Regions from separate parts of the Mus musculus genome. Here region 2 is linked to region 1. A link is a contact called in public promoter capture Hi-C data. All regions are on one chromosome and are shown on one strand. Each heading gives the region's core, a stretch centred on a gene start, on an enhancer-like site or on the middle of the called end of the contact. The rest is flanking DNA. Distances are from core to core; before and after follow the strand shown. Region 1 holds the start of P2ry2 (purinergic receptor P2Y, G-protein coupled 2). Region 2 has its middle 27 kb from the start of Art2b.

What was found. Promoter capture Hi-C pulls out the DNA fragments that hold promoters and counts their contacts.
Region 2: a promoter capture Hi-C map of liver shows a contact between it and region 1, with 2.5 times the contacts expected there. The contact joins the enhancer-like site here to the promoter of P2ry2 in region 1. A contact is called at or near these places in 4 of 39 promoter capture datasets (embryonic stem cells, hippocampal neurons, liver and 1 more) and 1 of 9 other capture datasets (adipose tissue).

Annotation. Positions count from the first base shown.
Region 1 is chr7:101,010,122-101,014,010 of GRCm38.p6, forward strand. P2ry2 (purinergic receptor P2Y, G-protein coupled 2) reads right to left here and starts at 1,877. Exons shown (of 3, transcript NM_008773.4): 1 at 1,591-1,877.
Region 2 is chr7:101,606,091-101,609,979 of GRCm38.p6, forward strand. No RefSeq gene overlaps it. Among named protein-coding and RNA genes, the nearest start is that of Art2b, 27 kb to the left of the region's middle. Within about 2 kb of position 1,986, at least 17 of the 459 cell types and tissues checked have an H3K27ac peak or open chromatin away from gene starts, as enhancers often do. A contact at or near this core is called in adipose tissue and liver, where this site is marked.

The sequences.
Region 1 (3,889 bases), core at 627-3,126:
CAGTTAGGAGAGAGAAGAGATGCATCAGAGGGCACTTCTTAGTTAGCAGGTCAGCAAGATCTTCCTGGTCCTGTGAGCAGACCTGGGGATAATGGTGGTCATCCCATAAACAGCTGGGCAATTAGGCCACAAGAAAGACCCAAAGAAAGGCTCCTGGGGGCAGCCAGGCATGGTGGTGCTTGCCTTTAATCCTAGAGTTCCAGAGTTAGGCTATGGACAGGTCTCCGCGAGTTGGGGGTCAGCCTGGTCCATAGACTGACATCCAGGACACAGAGTGAGACACTGGAGAAATCAAACTCCCCTCAGCCTAGAAATAAGTAGCACTGCCTCATCCTGAAACTTTGGCCCTGGGCAGGGAGGCCTCAGCTGGGGCAGGTAAGCGGAGTCCCAGGTTTTATTTATGTAGCTTTGTGACCTTAGAGAAGACATTCTCCAAGCCTCTATTTTCTGATCTACAAAATAAAGGCAATAGTTCCTTTCTCATGGGGCCTTTAGGAGGAAAAGATGAGGGATTCTTATAAACTGTAACAAGTAACAGTTCAACAACATTCCAATAGTAGCATAAGCACTTCTCATTAAGAAGAAAGACTACAGCCAGGAAATTAAAGAACTCCTGGTGTCACCCATGAGGCCTTGGTGACATCCTCACATGCTCATCTGGTGCCTGGGGTAGGTGGGCAAAAGGGATCCCGGAAAGGCCACAACCTCACTCTGCATCTGGGCAGCCATTTCTGAGGATTACCCAGTATGCCAACCTGCCCATGTCCTCAAAACTCTGGAGTATCCAAAGCATGGAAAAGGAGAGGGGCAGACCTCCGCAGCAGGGCTTGTCCCCAGCCCTCATGCAGGACCCACACTGGCAGCAGTGTAGAGTCTGTTCAGAGACTCTCCTTCCTCCCACTCCCACCCACAGATAATTGCCACTTCCCTGCCGCCCCAGCCTGATCTTCAAAAGCCACTATTCCAAACTTGATCCAAAACAAGGCTGCTGACCCAGGGACTCTAGGGATGCCATTCTGAGCACAGCAGTCACCTAGCCCTATAAATCTCCAAACTGGAAAGGCTAGTTCCCAGAAGGATCTACACTTGGGTCTAGCTCCTGGAGATCAGTAACACACACACACACACACACACACACACACACACACACACACACACTGTAGCCCTAGTGAGGTGAACACTGTCTTTCTTCTGCCTGACCCTTCATACAGCACCACCTGCCCGATTAAAAGTTTCCAGACAGATCAAAGTCTTAACTGTCCTTATATGAAATTGCACTAGCAACCCACATTCCCACCCCACCGCACCCCCCACTCCCAACCCCACAACCCCGCCGCTGCTGCCACTGCCTCCGGTTCCTCACTGACACCTCACTGACACCGAGTGAGCTACCCAGACTGACTCTGGGGAGAGTTAAGAGTCCAAGCGCAAGAAGTCTCCAGGATTCCCAGGTCTCTTAGCCCACAGACTTACGCCCCAGGGGTACACACAGACTAAGTTCAGTCACTCACACCCTAAGGGTGTGCGCATTTGCCCACTAACACACAGATTCCCCCAGTATGCTGGTAAACACACCAAGATGACACTCACCGAGATCACGCTCTAGAGGAAACAAAGTTCATCAGCGCACCGGCAGCCGGCTCTCACCGCCCAGTTTTGCGCAGTACAAGGGCTGGGAGCCCGAGCCCTCGGGACAGTCACGTAATGGGCTCTCCCTGTTTGGCGCTGACTCGACCGGCGCTCCCGTCCCCAGGCCTCACTTGGCGACCTCTCTTGGTGTCCGCTCCCCTCTAGGAAGCACCTCTCACCTCCCCGCTGCGCTGGTCCCCTCCAAGGGCTGCCGCCGCTGTTCCTGGTGCCCGAGTCCCATGCCGAGTGGCGCAGGGTCCCACGTGCCTGGAAGCGCCGCGGTCCCCGCCCTACTCCGCCCCGCTCCGCACCCCATAGCCTGGCTGTGAGCAGGAGGGCGGGGCAGACTCTGGGCAGACGCCGGAGCCGCCCCCAACCCTTCTAAACAGATGCTTCCAGTCTGCCACCCGCTTGGGGACGCGGTCGGTCAGTGTCGCCGCCGGTCAGCGTGTCCGCCACGGCTGTTGAGCAAGGAGAGGCGGAAGGCGACCGTCCTGGCTGAGCAGAGGTCACCTGCTTAGCTCACCGATTTTCAGCGACGCCCAAGTTTTACAAGGTTTGCTTTGTGCTGGCCTGGCTCCTGTCACTGCCCACCGATGGACCTTTATACTGACCCTCAGCCTTCCCTCCGCTGCTGCCCCATCCCGCGTCACTTACGGATGGACAGATGGATGTGCTTTCAGACTGCTGGTACCAGCAGAAATCTTTGCCGGCTTCACCACCTCCGTCTGCTTTTGCTCTTCGTTCAGGTCACTAACGGGTCCATGAAGTCCTGGTTTAGTTTGATCTCTCATCTTGAACTGCCTCAATTCTTCTCTCTGGCCTGCTCTGAAGACTTTCTGTAGTCACAAACCCCATTCCTGTCCTAGTTTGAGCTCAAAAAGGCAAGGACCACACCAGCCACCTCACTGCTGTCCTGTGAAGGGGTGGATGAATGAGAGGGTGTCTGCCCCCTCCCATTTCTGACTCAGGCATCTGTTAGTATAAGTTCTAGGCCACCTTTAGCACTGTAAGACACATTTTCTGCGAAATGAAGCCAGTCCTTCCATGATCCTACTTTTCGTGTCCATCCAGGGAGTCTTGGGGTGGCCAAATAAACGGACAAGTTCAGAACAAGCCTTTTCCTATGGTGAGGAGTTTGCTCTCTGCCCAAGGGCTGTAGACTTTGTTAGTTGTGTATCCGCTGACTAAAGTCCCATTCGCAGCCCCTGGAGGGGTCCAGAAAGGGTCCGATCTGCAGCCCTGTCCAGAGTGAGAAGGGTGAATACACAGAGCTGGGTGGCTGAGCCTCTCTGCAGCCTCCTGGGGCCTTTGAGCAGACACAAAGGCTCCTTGTCTAACCTCTGCTGGCTATGGGAGCTGGTGCAGGCAGCTTCCAGAAATCTAGATCTCTCCACAGCCACCCTTGTGGCTTTAGGGTCCTCGTGTGAGGGAAGTCTTTCTGGTTATTGAAATCCCAGCGGATTTCCTTTTCCTGATCTCCCTTCTGAGCCGTCAGGTCTTTTTCTGCTGCTTCCCCTAGGACCCAGGATGGATCCTAGCCTCTAGAAGACCCACAGGCTGGACAGTGGGCAGTCTTGGACTTTACCCTTGCTGTGGTCCAATTCCTTTACTTTATAGCCAAAGAAACGACATTCCCAAGGTACATGACATCATGTCAGGTGACCTGGTAAAGCCCGAGTACTCAGATTCAAGTCTTCCTTCACTTTTTCTGTGTCTACTTTCTAAGATTCAGCCCTCTTTTTGTTGTTTGTTTGTTTGTTTATAGCTAGGATCTCCCTATGTAGGCCCTGTTGGCCTTGAACTCACCATGTAATTCAGGCTGGCCTCATTCAGCAGTCCTCCTGACTCAGCCTCTTGAGAGCTGATATTCTAGGCATGTGCTACCACGCCTGGCTCTCCATCTTCTTTTCTGCACAATGTGTTATGTACTCCTGTCTTGCTGTTCTGACTAAATGTCCTTATTTGGGGTCTTGCCCATGATCCTGAGCTTTCTGGGTCTGCAGAGTGAGTATCCCCTCTCAGAAGAGCCTGGGAGGTTAGGTTTCCCAATCCTCAGATTTTGTAGATCACCAAATCCAGTAGACTTCCCTACCCACCCCCCACCCCCACCCCCACCCCCACCCCCACCCCCATCGCATTCCAGTTTGAGCACATTTGCGTTCATATTTTCACGTACTCTGGACTTGAGAGTTTGCAACTGAAAGAGTTTAGAACCTCTATTGATCCAGCCAGGAAATGGGAGCTCTGTGAGACACAG
Region 2 (3,889 bases), core at 736-3,235, 600 kb after region 1:
TCAAGAATTGACAAATGGACCTCATAAAATTGCAAAGCTTCTGTAAGGCAAATGACACTGTCTATAGGACAAAACGGCAACCAACAGATTGGTAAAAGATCTTTACCAATCCTACATCTGATAGAGGGCTAATATCCAATGTATACAAAGAACTCAAGAAATTAGATTCCATACAATCAAATAACTCTATTAAAAATGGGAACAGAACTAAACAAAGAATTCTCAACTGAGGAAACTCTAATGGTCAAGAAGCACCTAAAGAAATGTTCACCATCCTTAGTCATCAGGGAAATGTAAATCAAAATGATTGATTTTCCTGAGATTCCACCTCACACCAGCAGAATGGCTAAGATCAAAAACTAAGATGACAGCAGATGCTGGTGAGGATGTGGAGAAAGAGGAACTTCTCCATTACTGGTGGGATTGTAAGATGGTACAACCACTCTGGAAATCAGTCTGGTGGTTCCTCAGAAAATTGGACATAGTACTACCTGAGGATCCAGCTATACCACTCCTGGGCATACACCCAAAAGATGCTCCAACATATAACAAGGACACATGTTGCACTACGTTCATAGCAGGCTTGTTTATAATAGCCAGAAGCTGGAAAGAACCCAATTGTCCCTCAACAGAAGAATGGATACAGAAAATGTGATACATTTATACAACGGAGTACTACTCAGCTATTAAAAACAATGACTTCATGAAATTCTTAGGCAAATGGATGGAAGTTGAAAATATCATTCTAAGTGAAGTAACCCAGTCACAAAAGAACACACATGGTATGCACTCATTGATAACTGGACATTAGCCTAAAAACTCAGAATACCCAAGGTATAATTCATAGACTACATGAAGCTCAATAAGAAGGAAGACCAAAGTGTGGATGCTTTGGTCATTAGAAGGGGTAACAAAATACTCACAGGAGCGAATATGGAGACAAAGTGTAGAGCAGAGACTGAAGGAAAAACCATCCAGAGACTGCCCCACCTGGGGATCCATCCCATATATGGTTACCAAATGCAGACACTATTGTGGATGCCAAGAAGTGTCTGGTGACAGGAGCTTCGTATAGCTATCTCCTGGGAGACTCTGCCAGAACCTAATGCTCTCAGCCAACCATTGAACTGACTATGGGGTGCCCAATGGAAGAGTTAGAGAAAGGACTGAAGGAGCTGAAGGGGTTTGCAACCCCATAGGAAGAAAGATATCAACCAACCAGACCCTGCCCCCAGAGCTCCAGGAGTACACATGGAGGGACTCATGGCTCCAGCTTATATGTAGCGGAGAATGGCCTTGTGGGGCATCAATGGGAGAAGAGGCCCTTGGTCCTGTGAAGGCTCGATACCCCAGTGTAGGGGAATTTGAGGGTGGGGAGGCAGGAGTGGGTGGGAGGGTGGGTGGAGGCACACTCTCATAGAAGCAGAAGAAGGGGCGATGGGGTGGGGACTTCTAGGGAAAGGGAATAACACTTGAAATGTAAATAAATAGAATATTCAATAAAAATAAAATGCCAAGATAAAATATTTATTTTTTTTAAAAAAGGGGGGGAAAAGGAAAAATTCAATAAAGTATTAGTTCAGTCGAAAAAAAGAAAGAGAGAGAGAGAGAGAGAGAGAGAGAGAGAGAGAGAAAGAAAGAAAGAAAGAAAGAAAGAAAGAAAGAAAGAAAGAAAGAAAGAAAGAATGAATTGTCTTTAAGTCTGAACTATACCTGACCCGTAAACCACAGACAGAATCCACAGGTCGAGTTCATCGGAGGTTTGCACACTCTGAATTGTGGGTAAAGGATAACCTTTCTGACCTATTCTTTTCCTTCCCCAACTTGATTCTTCAGATCAAAATTAGTATCTCCATGGTATAAAGGGAAATGTTCTGGTATCTAACCCAGAAGTCTGCTGATTGGTCAGCTGAGAGGAGAAGTTCCTTACAGAACTTGTCGATGAACTCTGTGACCCTGTGGGTCTCTCCTCCTTTGGTCTTTCTCGAGTTCTGCTTCCCTTTCTCGGGATCTGCTTCCCTTTCTTTAGTCCAGTTGCTGAAACACCCTGGTGAGCCCTAGCCCTCCACTTCGATGATGTTTGTTTGTTTGTCTGTTGTTCCAGCCCTCCCGGAACTCTCTATGTAGCCCAGGCTAGGCTTAGATTCACAGCAGTCTTCCTGTCTTAACCTCCCAGATGCTGAGATTACAGGCATGCACCACCATGTCTGGCCTTGTACTTTCCCATATATATTTTAATGGCATCTGACAAGTTCTGTGCTAACTCTGTTGAGATATTATTTTAAATCACATTAAGTTTGAAGATTCGTTTTGGGAGAACTGTCCTCTTTATAGTTTCTGAAGCAGAAATCTTGAAGACTTCTTTATAGATTTATCCAGTCCCAAGGACTTGAAGTTCTCAGTTGAGCCTGTACTGTTTCTTTATTCCCATCGTGTTTTCTGGCTGCTGCTGAGGAGAGAAGACTGTCTTTGATTGTCTGATATCTATAAACACTGTAATATCTATAGTGACTTAGCAGCAACCCTTGTTTGCACGTGTTGTTCTCAGAAAATGGAATTTTCATGTCTTCTTTATCAATATTTTGACCCTAATATCCTTTTTCTTTGTCCTGATGTCCTAGCTAGAGTCTTCAATATATTAACTAGAAACAGCAGCTCGAGCTTTCGCAGGCACCTTCCCCGACCTTGAAGGACTGCTTCTGAGGTTGTTTTTCCCCATTTAGGATGAAGCTTGCATTTTTTGCATATTGTAAAAATTATGTGTGTTGTATTGCAGGGATGGGGTGGGGGTGCCTTCCCAGGCTGGAAGAGGGCATCAGACACCCTGGAGCTAGAATTCTAGATTAATGTGAGCCTCCTGAAATGGGTACTGGGTCCTCTGTAACAGCAGAACATACATTTAACAGATAAGCCATCTTTCCATTCCCTGCACACAGCATATACTGTTTTTAGAATGATCTCATGTAGCCCAGGCTGGCCTTGAATGCATTGTTTAGCCAGCTCCAAATCCTCCTGCCTTCTCTCTCAAGTGTTGGTATTACAGGCACCTGCCTCCTTCATACCTGGCTTTACTCTACTAAATTAATACTTTAAAGATATGTTTTGGAATTCATATTAATGAGTGAAATCGCCTATAATTTTCCTTTTTTAAACCAGACTTGGTGTTTCTTGCCTGTAATCTCAGCACTTAAAAGGCTGAGGCAGGAAGAGCGCTGTTAGTTCCAAGAAACCCTTAGCTCCGGAGTGAGGCCCTACCTCAAAGAAAAGAAAAAGAAGCAGCAACTAAATAGATAAGATATGAAGAAATGTTTTTAATTTTTTTCTTTTATTTTTCGGGGTTTTTTTTCCACCTTCCCACAGTTCCTTATCCCATTCTTCCTCCCCCGTCTCCAAGAGGATGTCCTCTACCCCCCACACCCACACCCAGCCTCACTCCCCACCCGCCAGGCCTCCCCACTCCATAGGGCCTCACATCTCCCAAGAGTTAGGCACATCTTCTCTCACTGAGGCCAGACCAGGCAATCGTCTGCTGTATATGTGGCCTCCGATCAGCTAGTATATATTGCCTGGTTGGTGGCTCAGTGTCTGAGAAATCTCAAGAGTCTGGGTTAGTTGAGACTGCTGGTCTTCCTCTGGGTAGCCCTCCTCCTCAGCTTCTTCCAGCCTTTCCCTAATTCAACCACAGAGGTCCCCGACTTCAGTCCATTGGTTGGGTGTAAGTATCCACATCTGTCTCAGTAAGCTGCTTGTTGAGCCTCTTGGACGACAGCCATGCTAGGCTCCTGTCTGAAAGCATCAGTAATAGTATCAGGCCTCGGTGCCTCCCCTTGAGCTGGACCCCAATTTGGGCTTGTCACTGGGCCTCCTTTTTCCCAGTCTCTTCTCCATT